Linked DNA regions of Sus scrofa: regions 2 and 3 are each linked to region 1. Evidence: chromatin contacts called from public Hi-C data. All regions are on one chromosome and are shown on one strand. Each heading gives the region's core, a stretch centred on a gene start, on an enhancer-like site or on the middle of the called end of the contact. The rest is flanking DNA. Distances are from core to core; before and after follow the strand shown.

The links. A called contact is a pair of places that touch in the nucleus more often than the background predicts.
Region 2: a contact with region 1 is called in a Hi-C map of liver, with 2.6 times the contacts expected there. The contact joins the promoter of CDC16 here to the promoter of RASA3 in region 1. A contact is called at or near these places in 7 of 47 Hi-C or Micro-C datasets (alveolar macrophages, blood, fibroblasts and 2 more).
Region 3: a Hi-C map of skeletal muscle shows a contact between it and region 1, with 12 times the contacts expected there. The contact joins the enhancer-like site here to the promoter of RASA3 in region 1. A contact is called at or near these places in 1 of 5 promoter capture datasets (liver), 19 of 47 Hi-C or Micro-C datasets (alveolar macrophages, blood, embryonic fibroblasts and 7 more) and 1 of 2 datasets of contacts at active chromatin or transcription factors (skeletal muscle).

The regions. Positions count from the first base shown.
Region 1 is chr11:79,025,764-79,030,218 of Sscrofa11.1, reverse strand. RASA3 (ras GTPase-activating protein 3) reads left to right here and starts at 2,228. Exons shown (of 24, transcript XM_003131110.5): 1 at 2,228-2,435. The coding sequence starts at 2,381.
Region 2 is chr11:79,082,452-79,086,906 of Sscrofa11.1, reverse strand. It overlaps CDC16 (cell division cycle 16), which reads right to left and starts at 2,664. Exons shown (of 18, transcript NM_001278771.1): 1 at 2,580-2,664; 2 at 1,285-1,339; 3 at 1,082-1,179; 4 at 373-411; 5 at 1-108. The coding sequence starts at 2,627.
Region 3 is chr11:78,986,976-78,991,430 of Sscrofa11.1, reverse strand. All of the region lies in intron 2 of RASA3 (ras GTPase-activating protein 3), which reads left to right. Among named protein-coding and RNA genes, the nearest start is that of RASA3, 39 kb to the left of the region's middle. Within about 2 kb of position 1,835, at least 34 of the 83 cell types and tissues checked have an H3K27ac peak or open chromatin away from gene starts, as enhancers often do. A contact at or near this core is called in alveolar macrophages, mesenteric adipose tissue, retroperitoneal adipose tissue and 1 more, where this site is marked.

The DNA.
Region 1 (4,455 bases), core at 979-3,478:
AGCACAGATGCCTTCCTCTGCCACCTACCGTGACCATTTCGCATTTCCACTTCACTCAGTGTGGGATGCTGCTCTTTTATAGGCTTTCAAAGGCCATGCTAGGGTCCTGTGGTCCTTGCCAGGGTGCCAAATCCACGGTTGAATGAGGCCATATCGATCAACTCTAACCTGGTTTATCTTGACCCTCTGCCTCTCCTGAGTCCAACGTCCCCTGGCTCTGCTTCTGTCTTTGCTCCCCTGCCCCTACTGGGTTTCCTGGGTCTGTTTGCAGATGCAGTGCCTCTCCAGCTGGGTGATGTTGGTGCAGTGAGGAGTGGAGCTGGAGGCAGAGCACTGGGTGTGTGTACTGTCCCAGAATCACCTTCAAGCACAGAGGGCGCGTTCAACTCTAATGGGGGCAGTGGGACACCTCTTCCGGTCTAGAAGATTTAGAGGAACCCAGGATTCAAGGATTTGAACGCATTAATCCAGATGATCCTCCCCAAAGTGTAATGGTTACAGCAACCTTCCAAGGATTGAGCCTTCAACCAGCTCTGGGTACCACTGTCTTCAAGGTTAAGTCCCGGCTTTGACTGCAGGAGATGAGGATATCTTTACATGGTACCAAGGAAACCTTTTTGTCACACTTTTCTTTAAATTTGTGACCTTTTTCATTCCATTGATTTCTACGAGAACCACCTAATTCCACAGTCCAGATGATTCCTGCTTTTTCCAACTTCTCCAATACCTGAGACACTGCACCCCACCGTGTCCCCCTCAGCAGGCCTCCTGGCAACTCAGCACTGCTGCAGCAGGGCAGGGCTGCCAGCTGTCATTTAGCATCTGGCTCTCAAACCCCATCATAGAGGCCACTCCTTGGACACTCCTGGCCCCAGATGCCTTACAGCGGTTCCCTTGGAAACAGACTCCAAAGAGGAAATCCATGTGCAGGACCTGGTTGGAAGTGTTTGGGAGGGAAAGTCTGTGAGAGAATGGGGGGAAGATGGGGACAGAGGAGCCACTTGGCAACAATGCAGCTGCTACTGGGGTTTCAGCTGGTCCTCTGAGAAGGTCAGGAACTGGGGTTACTTTTCAGTTACCCTGATGGAGGCCAAGTCTTGGCTAGGAGGAGGGTGGGCTCTGGGTGGCCACACAACTACAGGAGCCTGCTGGGGTCCTGAGGCAGCAACACTGGGGGCTTGACCCCAGCCTCTTCAGTAAACCATGAGTAAACACCTCCTCTGACAGTCCTGAGAAGGTTGCCTCAAGCAGCTGATTGAGGACCTGGAAGGAGGGTAAGAATGGTCAGTAATCTTTTTCAACAGGTACCTAAGCATTTTTTTTTTTTTTTTAAGGAAGTGAGGTAAAACAGTGAGAAAAACAGGCCTCTCTCTTTATTAAGCTTGTATTCTGGTGTGTGTGTGTGTAAGTCTGTGTGTGTGATGTTGGGCACTCCTAAGTCAGAGGAGAGATAAGTGGACAGGAAGTCAGGAGACAGAAAATAAGGGGAGGATGGTAGCATGGGGATCAGCAAGGGCAGACAGGAGTGCACGTGGCCTGAAAGACTCAGAGCCAGGTGGCGGGAGACCAGGGCACGGTAGAGGGACAGGAAGGCATCAGAAGGGAATGGACATCTGCGGAGCCTAATCAGCAACCTCAGTGGAACCCTTGTTCCTCCAGAGGCCAGGTCTCCAGCAGCTGGTCCGCAAGTGCGGACTTGCTCTGAGGGGGCCGAGCTGGGCCAGAGAATTCTTTTCCTTGATTCCTTTAGGTCTGAGTTTCTTAAAATCATGTGCACATCTCCCTATTCCCGCGTCCTCCCGCCAGATTCTGCCTCCCCTCGCCTAGCCCCCGCCACCTTCTTTGCAACCCTAGTCCTCCACGCCCCGCCCTCCCGGTCCCCGCCCCCCCTTCCGCCCGGCCCTCGCCACCGCCCCCCGCTCCCCGAGCCAGCGACAGCTGACCGGTCCCCTCCTGGCGCCCTCCCCACGCCCAGTACCCCCCAGCGCCCCTCGGCCCAGTTCCTCCAGCAACCCTTGTGGGATCCTCCCTGCTGGGTGAACCACCCCGGCGTGGTACCTTCCAACCCTTCTCTGATACCGACCACGCCCCCTTGCGGGGTTCGGCCAATGGGGATCTGGGGCTGGGATGTGGGCGGAGCCGTCTCGCTCCTGCCCCTTTGCGGACCTCAGGCACAAGGCAACTGGGCAGGGCCGTGGGCGGAGCCTCACCGCCCACGCTCGCGCTCTCGGCCAATGGTCGGGTGCGTGGGCGGAGCCAGGGGACAGAGGCGCGGCCGACCCGCGGTCGACGAGACGCGCGCAGAGCGCGGGGACTGCGCCGCCGCTCTGGCTCCTGCTGCTCGGCGGGGCTCGGCGCACGAATTCCGGGCCGACCCAGCATGGCGGTGGAGGAAGAGGGGCTCCGAGTCTTCCAGAGCGTGAAGATCAAGATCGGTGAGCTCCCGGGAGCCGGCAGAGGCGTCGTGGCCTTCCAGGGGGCTATCGGCGGGCGCTCTCAGACTCCCGACCCCTTCGCTGAGGGCCGCGGCCCTGGCGCCTCCCGGCGACGCGCGCTCCTCATTTGCGCTCCCCTCTCCACCTCCCAGGAGATCCCCAGCCTTGACCCCTCCCTACCTCCTCCAAGACCTCCGGCCGCTACCTCCTCCCCACCTTCGGGAGATGCCCGGCCAAGGCTTCCTCCCCACCTTCCCGGAGACCTCTGGCCTCAACTCTCTCCCCACCTTCGGGAGATGCCGGACCGAGTGCCCCTTCGCCATCTCCTGGGAGACCGCAGCCCCTTCCCCACCTTCCGCGGGACTGGCCGGGCCGAGCTCGGGGGACGCAGCTCCCCGCGGTGCCTCCGCGCCGCGAGCGGCCCCTAGTCCCCGCAGGTGGGGTCGCCTGCACCAGGGAGAGGTGCGGCTGGACCCGGGTCCCATCCCTGCTGGGAGTGTGTCTGCGTGTGCATGAGCGCGCGCACGCGTGTGGGGACTCTCCGGATGCGTACATTTCTAGTGCCCCAAACACCCACCTCGGGGTTCCGCACCTCCGCTCAGTGCAGCGCCCAGAAACTTGCTTTGCTGGGAACGTGTGAGCTCTTTCACATGTTGCCCCGGGGCGAGGGGCAGAGGCAGGCTGCTGACTGGTGCCTGGGTGTGCACACGACTGTGTAGGTGGATTGTGTGTGCATATGTGTGTTCCTGAGTGATTGTGTGTGTATGTCTGTGTGTGAATATGTGGAGCGCCCTGGCCCAGGGCTCCCTCAGGGCAGCGAGCCACAGGAGCCACCCCTCCCCCCTTCCATTGAGAACTGGCCGCGGAAGCTTTTGGCCACCCGGCCTGCCATTCAGGTCGTGTCCCTGGAGCAGCCTGCCTTTCTCACTGGACCCAAGAGCTGGGGGAGGGAAGTGCAGCTGGAAGGCTATGTCTGGACTTCCTGGGTTTATCTAGAGAGTGTCACCTTCTCCTGGTGGTCCTGTTTTATCTTGGAGATATAAGACTTTTTCACCCCAGAGCAAGATCAGCGCCTGGAGTGTCTGCTACACATTAATGCCACAAGTGTGTCCTCTCACGGATGAGGGGCCAGCTCCTGTTGGAGAGGGCTTTTCGGGACTCAGAGTGTTGCCTGTCCCCAGGGTCTGTCTTGCCCGCTGAACTCCCTGTCCTCCCCGGGGGGCTGCACATTCCCCTGTGAGAAAGGGCCTCCGGGAACAGAGCCAGGCACCCAGTGACTGCTTGAGTGTCAGCTGTTGATGACATTCAGTGCTGCTCAGGAATTCCAGCCACCCCAAATCAGCGTGTTGTTTCCTGTGTCTGCTTTATTTTGGTTTGTGGATCATGGCTGCGACGCTGTTGATAGCTGGCTCAGAAGCACTGCGGGTAGGACCCTGAGGAGGCGCCTGCAGAGGGCTTCTGTTTACTTGGTTGGAATCTGTCACTCTCATGCTGAGAGGTTCACATTGGCTCTTCACCCGAAGAGTGGCAGGGAAGTGCCCCTCAGGGCCACGGTCCTCCGGAGGCTTTGAGATTGCCTCCTTAAGCACAGGGCATGAAGGGTGGGGTGACGTGCCAGGCTTCTGGGTGTGGTGGGCAGGAAGGCGTCAGGGAACTTTGGGGTTCAGGCCCCACATGGGCAGTGTCAGACTTGACTCGGGAGGGTTCTGGAACTGTGTCTGTGGGGCAGAGAGGATCGAAATGGCACAGGAGGCGAAGCAGCGGCCAGGGGACACCCAAAGGCCTGGGAGAGGAGCCCTGCTCGCCTGCTTGCACATCCTCGAGGCAGGTTCTGGGCCCAACAGGGGGTAGGGGGCTGGGTGTGGAGAAAAGGGGGCTGAAGATGCTGCCTGGTTAGGCTTTTTCCCCTGTGTGCTGCACTTTAAATAAGCATGAGAAACACCCAACTTGGCTGAGGGTCAGTGCAGTGACTGAGTGTCTGCAGTCTTTAACCCTGGGTGGGGGCCGTGTGTTACTAGAA
Region 2 (4,455 bases), core at 1,415-3,914, 56 kb before region 1:
GTCTTTCAAGCCACTTTCATCCTTTAAGCATTTCTCAAATAGCCTTTTGTTGATCGGCTCCTCCATATCAAGAATATCAAGAGCCTGCTGATGTTCTTTAGCAGCAAACTGTATACAAAACAGAAATACCAAAAAAAAAAAAAAAAAAAACAGAAATACCGTTCACTGTGTGACTTCTGACACTAGATACACACATAAACACTGAAGATTTTTAAAGGGTTTTCATTGTTTAAACTTACAATGTCTAAAGTGGAATTTTCTTCATGCACGTCAGTTTTTAGTGAATGGAGAATCAATTTCTCACATACATGACAGTTGCACAACAGTCACATCATTACAACTTTACCAAAAAAGCTGAGAGCATATACTTACATGGCATCTAGCTGCAAGGTAGCGACACGCTTCATACAACTAGGAAAGAAATAATCTGTTAAAACAGCGAGCAAGAGAACATGCATCTTTACTCAAAAAGAAAACTATAAGCACAAAGTGAAGAAAGCTATTTTCATAATTTCTCCTTTTACCTTTGCAAAGAAAAAAATTTAGTTTTTTTTAACCCATATTTGTCATGAGCCTACTGCTTAATAGGCACCAAGGATTCAAAAAGGAATCAGAATCTGCCCTCAAGGAGGTTGTAGCAGGGAAGACATAAACACAGCATATAGTTTCCTTCATAAACTATGAAAATATGAGTCAGTTGAGTAAGAGAACATCTGTAAGAGAGAGGGTAACCGAGGAACTGGTCAGCATTCCAGGACTGAGTCTGAGTCACCATCACACATCAAAGGAACTGCCAGGGGTCCGCAGAGTAGATACACACCACATGTACCAATGGTGCTGACAGGACAAAGAGAAATGTTCTCTTTACATTTATTAAACGTAAATAAGTTTTCTCTTTACATTTAATAAATGTAAATAAATGTAGTAATAAAAATATTACTATAAAATCTTTGATATCAATAATTCAAGAAAAACTGAATCCTTGGAAATACTTTGACATAAAAAGAACACATAACTAAACATGATGCTAATGACACTTTGAAAAGCTTTAAACAGCTTTAAGATTCATACAACCACTTACTTTGTCCAGTTTCCGTGACCGAAGTGCATGAGCTGCTCTATGATACTGCGCTGTCAGGTAAAGACACTGAGCCAACCAGTAAATGTCCTGGGGTTCCTCTGGAGGGAAAAACCACATACATGGTCAGAGGTGCAAAGTAAAGCAAGAAGACTTTTAATGATAGAGAAATGAGGGGGAAAAAAAATTTTGAATTTGTCACTCACCATGAGAAAGTGAAGCTACTTTATCTGCCCAAAATAGAGCACTCTGATACTGTTGCTGTATCCAAAAAAAGGTGGAAACTGCTGTTATTTCAATAGTTTTACACAGATATCTAAATGCTACAAGATAAATCAACAAGTCAATACAATAATTTTTTTACATGTAGTAGGGGGTCTCTCATACTGTATCTCTATCTTATATCTAAGCTAGGTTAGTTTTAGTTCAATGATACAATAAAAATATTACTATAAAATCTTTGATATCAATAATTCAAGGAGGTACTTTAAAAAAAAAAAAAACTCAACACACTGCAAAAACGTACCTAAAACAGGATAAACTCAGGAGGTATCTAAAAAGCAGATAATTTCAATGACCCTTTTGTAATATCTAGCCATTAGCAATGGTTCTCGGTCTTTGCTTCAGTCCTCCTGGATGCAAACCAGGACCTCTGCTGACAGTCAATCTAGGAGGAGAAATGCTTATGGGCCGTTAAGTGCCAGGAGGGTGGAACCAGGCTGGTCTCACTCCTCATTATATCCCCAGAGCAAGAGAAAAGGTGCTCAGGAAACATTTATTCACCTCAGCTGACTTACAGTTAACCAAAATGCAGCCCTTCAGCATGCTTCGAACATTTGACAGCAACATCTCACATCCAGTTCGGAACAGTTCACACAATACGCTTTTCCCTCACCTACTTGGTTTCCAACTTTTTCGGAGAACATGATTTACACAACTAAATGACAACATGTATTAAGCTGATGCTGCTGATTCTGGAAACACTTCTGTCCCTTAAACACTGTTTGCTGTCCATTCGAGGGCAGTGCAGGGAATGAACGTGCCGTTTATACTGAACTTTTTCTTTTTAAAGTACTGATTCTGAGACTACAGATTCGTTTTTCTCTCTATTCACTTAAATTCGGCCAAGTAAGAATTACAACTGAACTTTTCAAATATTTTCTATGAGCTAGCTAAATTCAAAGTCCACCTCGAAACTTTCCTCTTAAAAGTATCCTTCAGCTTCCACTTGGCACGAAGTTTGTACTGAGCACCGACGCGCCCCGGGTGGGCAGGCTGCGGAGCGGGGCTTGAACATGTGCAAGACTCGCCGGACGCATAGGCGGCTTCCTGCTCAGTATTCCTCTGCCTCCAGCCTGCAAAGGGCTGAGGGCCGGAGCCCTCCCTTCCGGAGCTTTACTCTGAACCAAAGCCCAGGCCCTCAGGGCTGCGCGCCACCAAGACGCCGATAGCAGCCTCCTCTGCGTACAAGGGGCTGCCTCACGAGCCCCGGGCCGCCCACCTGGTCCAGGTACTGCCGGACGCGCTTCCGCAGCCGCTCCAGGTTCATGGCTGCACGGCCAGGGTCCGGCGCGCGCCCTCCTTCCGGCTGCCGGCCGGACGTACCCCGCGCTCGGATCCTCACACCCTGTCCAACCCAGCCGGACTGCGCGCGCCGCCGGGAAACTTCCGCTCCCGACCCAGCCCCGCCCCGGAAGTCCGCCGCAAACGCATCCCCCTCTGGCGCCGGAAACGGGCGTCGCGCCGTAGGTTCCGTGGCGTTCTCTTAGCCCTTGCGTTGCCTGGGTTCCTGGGGGCTGCAGTCGCCTTTACTCTGAGACTCATTTCGCGGCGGAGGCGCAGCCAATGACGTGTCAGTGCGCCCATTTCTGATTAACTCTTTCGGAGTCGGGCGCTTGGCCGCCACGCCCCCAGGTTCAGTGCATCTAAATGTGACTCGTGCTTCTCTCGTAAAAATGGCAATAAAAGCCTCAGAGGCTGGTTGTGCGGTGAAGTGAGCGCCCACGCGGAGTCCCGGCACGTGGTGTAGAAGCTCTCTGACCGTACAGCCAAGGGCTAGTGTCCTTTCAGATTGTCCTTTGGCAAAATGCAGCCTCCTGGAGCGGTAGCTGATCAAAAACAAGAACCGAAAAGATGTGGATCTGTTAAAACCTGGGTCCATACAATGGAATATTATTCAGCAACAATGAATGAAATGTCACGTTTGAACCTTATGCTTAGTGAAGGAGCCAATCACGAGAGACCTCGTATTCTGTGTCGTTCCAGGAACACCAATTCTATCACTGACCAAAGTTTGCTCAGGCTTCCCTAAATCATTTCAAGGAGGCTTGTTTTTTGGACTTCCATGTTCCTTTCTGCGTTGTTCAGTTTTTGCAAGCATTCTGATGTCAGTTCAGCCAAAATCCCCCACCCTGTAGGTTCCTCATCCTGACAACCTCCCGGGTGATGTCTGATCACCCAGCCTGCCTTCAGGAAGAATCCCCCGACCCCAGGTTTCCTCTTAGTAATTTTCCACTCAAAGACCAGCACCCTGCTCCCTGGATGGGCATTCCCACCTGCCTGTGCTGCATTCTGAGTTGAGCCCAATCTCTCCCTTGTTGTGGGATGATAAGGGTCTGGCAATTCTTATCTTTTGAGTTTTATCTCCTTGGAGAAGCCTTGAAGTCTCACATCCGTCACTGCAAATTTCCATCACAGTGGTCCCTGTACCTGTGTTGATAGCTCCCCACCTCTGAATAAATCTTCCTTATAGTGCTTTTACAAATGTTATTTGAATATTTTTCTCTTTAACACTATTTATATGAAATATCCAGAATAGGCAAATTAATAGAGATAGTTGAATAGTAATTGTCAGAGGCTGGAGTGAGGAATGGGGTTGGGCTGATGGGAAGTGACTACTAAAAGGTAGAAGATTTCTTTTAGGGTGATGACAGTGATCAAAACCAGATTGCATTGGGAGTTCCCATGTGGTGCAGTGGGTTAAGGACCTGGCAATGCCACAGCTGTGGCAAGGTCACAGCTGTGAAGTTGGCTTGATCCCTGGCCTAGGAACTTCCATATACCTGGGGTGTAGCCAAAAACAAACAAACAAACGAAAAACCAGATTGCAGTGGTTGCTGCATAGCTCTGTGAATAAACTAAAAGCCACTGAAGTCTACACTTTAAATTTTATGGTATGTAAAACATGTCTCAATAAAGCTGTTAAAAAAACACCCACAACAACCCTTCTTTGATGAATTGAATGTAAAAAGAAACATTATTTGACAAATACGTTTCACTTAGTTCAATGTGCACAACATGGTGCTAGCAGTTATGTGTGCAAAGACGAAGACATTATGTGCACTCTTGCAGAAAGCCACCTCAGAGAGCAATCTCTG
Region 3 (4,455 bases), core at 586-3,085, 38 kb after region 1:
ATCAGAGCTATAGCCGCTGGCCTACACCACAGCCAGAGCAATGCGGGATCAGAGCCACATCTGCGACCTATAGCACAGCTCACAGCAATGCCAGATCCTTAACCCACTGAGCGAGGCCAGGGCTCGAACCCATGTCCTCATGGATGCTAGTCGGGTTCTCTAACCGCTGAGCCATGATGGGAACTCCTTGAATTTTTTTAATTTAAAATTTAGATGTTAGTAAAATAACTGCTTTCCAGAGCAGAATGAAGCAGCAGCCAGCCCATCGTCATGTTCACCGATTTGGGTGTAATTACAGACTCTCCAATCCTTTCATTCTCGCCAAGAACGTTCCCAAATGAAAGGCTGTTCCCAGCGGATGGGTGGGAGCTTCCGCTGTGGAGTCAGAAGGAGCATGTGGGTCAACGACTTGAGAGGGTCCTTCTGTTCACAGAGAGATGCAGATTGTTCAGAAAATAGGGCTGTTGTGTGGAAATGACTAAGCCCAGAAAGGCCCCTGCAGTCTTCAGGAGGGAGAAGCTGTTTGGGGTTAGAATCTGAAAGGGACCAGAGGAAGTCTGTGGTTTGGGAAGAAAGACTTCATTTTCTCAGATGTTTTTAATGAGAACCAAGCTGTTGACTAGAAAACACCAACTTTGAAATTACGAGACTGTACAAATGGGATCCTCTCTCCCAACACTCTTTTCTAACTTCCCAAGTCAAAGCCAAGAAAAGTCTCTTTGATATAAACGCAGGCCTCAGGCTCAGAAGTTCCACCATCTCGATTAGGTGAGCCCCCCATCCCGGGGAGCCCCAGGCAGGGAGGACGCTCCCCCGTTGGTCCTGGGGAGGGGCCCACGGGCTGTAGGTCACCCATGCTGGCTCAGGCTCAGGCACAGACGTCTGGCCAGGGTCTTGGTGCTTCTGGGGCAGCATCTGAAGCTCCTGGAGCACGTTTCTCAACCCAGAGGGCACTGCCAAGCTGCCTGCGGGCCGGGGCCCCAGGTCCCCTCGTGTCTGGTGATCCGGCCTCATCCTGCGGGCCGCATTGGCCCAGGTGGGGTCCAGGTGGGATGCTGCTTCCCCAGCGTTTGTGAAAACTGATCTGAGTTCAGAGCCTGCTCCTGGGGTTGGGGGGGCTGACTCCACCCTCTGGTCCCTGATCAAGTCAGGGTTTCTTCATCCTGTCCCCGAAAGAAGACAGTCAGGCTGGACCTAGAACTCAGGGTGAGAGGAGGCTCCCTGTGGAGCTCAGGAAAAAGCTTTTGTAATTCAGACTCACAGATGCTGAGGGTCTGAGTTGCTCAGGCATTTTAAAGTTTTCAAATCACCATTTAAAGGAAGTGAGAGAAGGACTTAGAAGAAACCAAAAACGCTTTTCCTGCCTCTGAGAACCCACAGGAGTCTCGGATCTGCCGGATCTGCTGTTGCCTGGCCTTCCCAGCGCTGGGTGTGGCCTGCGGATCACGGGACCCTGAGCACCCACAGCTGCGGGATTCTTCCCCCCCTCCCCCCCCCGCCCCGCTCTTGTCCCGTGAACACAGAGCTTTTAACGCAGGTTTTAGGTAGTGGCTCACGAGCCTTCGGAACCCCTTGGAAACTGGCCCTGCCTGCTTGGCTCCCAGCCCTCCTGGGCCGCTGCATGGGCCCGGTCCCTGTTCTGGGCCCTAACTGCTGGGCGGCAGTTACTCGGGGGCATATCCGTGACTCTTGGCCCTTGAGCACAGCGTGGTTCCCACGAGCGACACCGCCCCCCCCCCCCCGCCCAGCGCCCGCCCCGGATGGGGCAGCTCCTGCCCTCCCCGCCCTGCTGGATTGGGAAACAGACACCGCACACCATGGGGAAGGCCAGGCCCTTTTCTCAGGAGCGAACCTCGTGTCTGGCTGGAGTGGGGGGGGGTGCAGATGCTGGGAAGTGACTCTTCCGTCCCAGGGGCCCTGCCGGGACATCTGGGCTCAGGCAGGGAGGGGCGGGCAGCTTCCCTTGTCAGGGGCTTTTCTCTTTTCCCAACGAGGGTTTGCCGGATGCTGTGAAACCGTGCTGGAGCGTCTCCCTGGAATCACCCGTGGGAGCTTGTCGCTGCGGCCGGCCTCAGAGGTGACGTGCTGCGTGTACTGGTTTTCTCCTGCCAGACAGTGGTATTGAAGGCAGGCAGTGTTCTGGCCATGCTTCCCCTTTATGGAAAAGCTGGCACAATCCTGTGTCTGTTGCCAACCTGTGCGCAGAGAGACCCGGGGCTCAGGCTGTGTGGCCCCTTGGAGTCTCCAGAGGGAGAGCCTGTTTTACCCTGCTCCCCAAGGCCCACCGTTTCCTTTTCTCTTAGAAACACGCTTCCAGCTCTTCTCCTATGAAGACACTGCACGGGCCGCCTCTGCTGGGGTCTGGCCACTTGCTGGCACATGGGGGCACGCCCGTGCCACCACCCTGCTGATGTTGGCCTCTGTTCAGGGTCCCCTCAGCTCCTGATGGAAGCGGTGGGCTGACCTGCCTGTCCATGGCAGGAGCTCGCATCAGGGATCTGTCTTTTAATTTGCAACACAAATTTAAAAGGTCTCCGTGGATTAGTGCCCTGAACTTGAGAAGACTATGAAAAGATGGACACTTAATAGAATATGGACCAAAGACATTTCAACACAAAGGAAACAAAAAGTGCTTAGAAACATCTGGCAGATATTCAGCCTCACTGATAATTTAAACTTTTTGAATGAAGGCAGTGGTTTTTTGGTCACCAGGTTAGCAGAGTTTGTAAATGTTGATGAGACTCCATGGCAGTTTGGCCCCCACCTCCTGGAGGGTCTGGGGCCCCGGATCCCAGAGGTACCACAGGGATTTGCCCCGAGGGAGCAGCGGGACGGCCGTGCGGGGCTCTGAAATCAGGGAGGAATTTCTGTCCAGATTTGGGAGGGCCGAGATTGCAGTTGTGGCCACTCAGACGTGGGTGCTTTTGAACTCTGCGTGCCTGTGAAGTGGCCACAGCCTGATGTTAAAGGAAAAAGCAGGCTGTGTATCCAGGTAAATAATGTAACCCTATTTTTACTGTGTTTGTTTTGTTCTGTACCATGTATCTTTAGAGGGAAAAAAACTCAAATAGGATATAGAATGCTAATTCTGTTTGTCACTTTTAAAATTTTGGCTTTTGAAAAATAGCTTTATTTAGATATAATCACGTACCTTGTAGTTGACTCATGTGATGTGTACATTCCGTGGGTTTTAGTATGTTCAGAGTTGTGTGCCATCCCCACAGTCAACTTCAGAGCACCTCTGCTCCCTAAAAGGAAGCCCGTTCCCTGTGTGGTCCCAGCTCCTGCACCTGCTGCCTCGCGCCCTGTCTCTCCAGATGAGCCTGTTCTGGGCACCCTATGTAAATGGAACCACACCCCGTGTGGCCTCTTGTCGGCCTCTGTCACTGAGCAGCACGATTTCAAGGTCCACCCGGTGTTGTAGCGAGGGACAGAGCGGCCGTCCTTGCTGGGGCTGACGGCACCAGTGTGTCAGGGGTCCTGTCTGTGTGTCCCTCACCTGTTGATGGACATTTGAGTTGCTTCGCCTGGAAACTTTCAGGTACAGTTTTGCATGGACGTGTGTTTTCATCGCTCTGAGGCATACACCCGGGCCTGGGTTGTTGGGCCGCAGCGGTTACTCTGGGTGTGCCGTTTAGGAAGGTGAGGGCCCCATTTTACATTCGCTCAAGTAGTGGATGTGGATTCAGATTTCTCCACATCCTCACCAACGTGTTATTTCTGTCTTTTTCATTCTAGCTTCTTAGTGGGTCTAATATTGATGTTACAATTAAAACCCTCAATAGGTTTTCATTCTTAAAAAGAAAAAGCAGGAGTTCCCATTGTGGCTCAGTGGTTAACAAATCTGACTAGGAACCATGAGGTTGCGGGTTCGACCCCTGGCCTTGCTCGGTGGGTTAAGGATCTGGCGTTGCTGTGGCTGTGGTGTAGGCCAGCAGCTGTAGCTCCGATTAGACCCCTAGCCTGGGAACCTCTATATGCTGTGGATGCGGCCCTAAGAAAAGGAAAGAAAAAGAAAAAGCAGCTTCTTGTTTTTAGTTAAAATGAAGGGGATCATTCCTTTTCATGGAAGTGTCCTTTTTTATAGCAAAAAAATTCAGGTCTTGAAGGAGCAAAAACACAGGGAGGTTCTAAAAATGTATGTGTAAGTCTAATTATGAACCAGCTTTCTGTGCAGAGCCATGCCTTCGTTGCGAAGTTTGGGGGCCGATGAGTCCAGTCCCCTGGGAGATGGTGCCTGCAGGTGAGGGGTCGTGCCCTCGCTGGCCTGGGAGCCGCTGTCTCCTGTGGGGGTGCTGTGCAGGTGCCGGACTGCTCTGTCCTGGTGCTCCCGTTCCTCTTGGGGCTGAGATTCATGCCCCCCATTGTAACAGGCTGATGTCACAGCCCTGTGTCAGGCAGGTGGCAGGTGTGGATTTGAAGGTGTCAGTCCTGTGACTGTCTCTCAAGAGGATT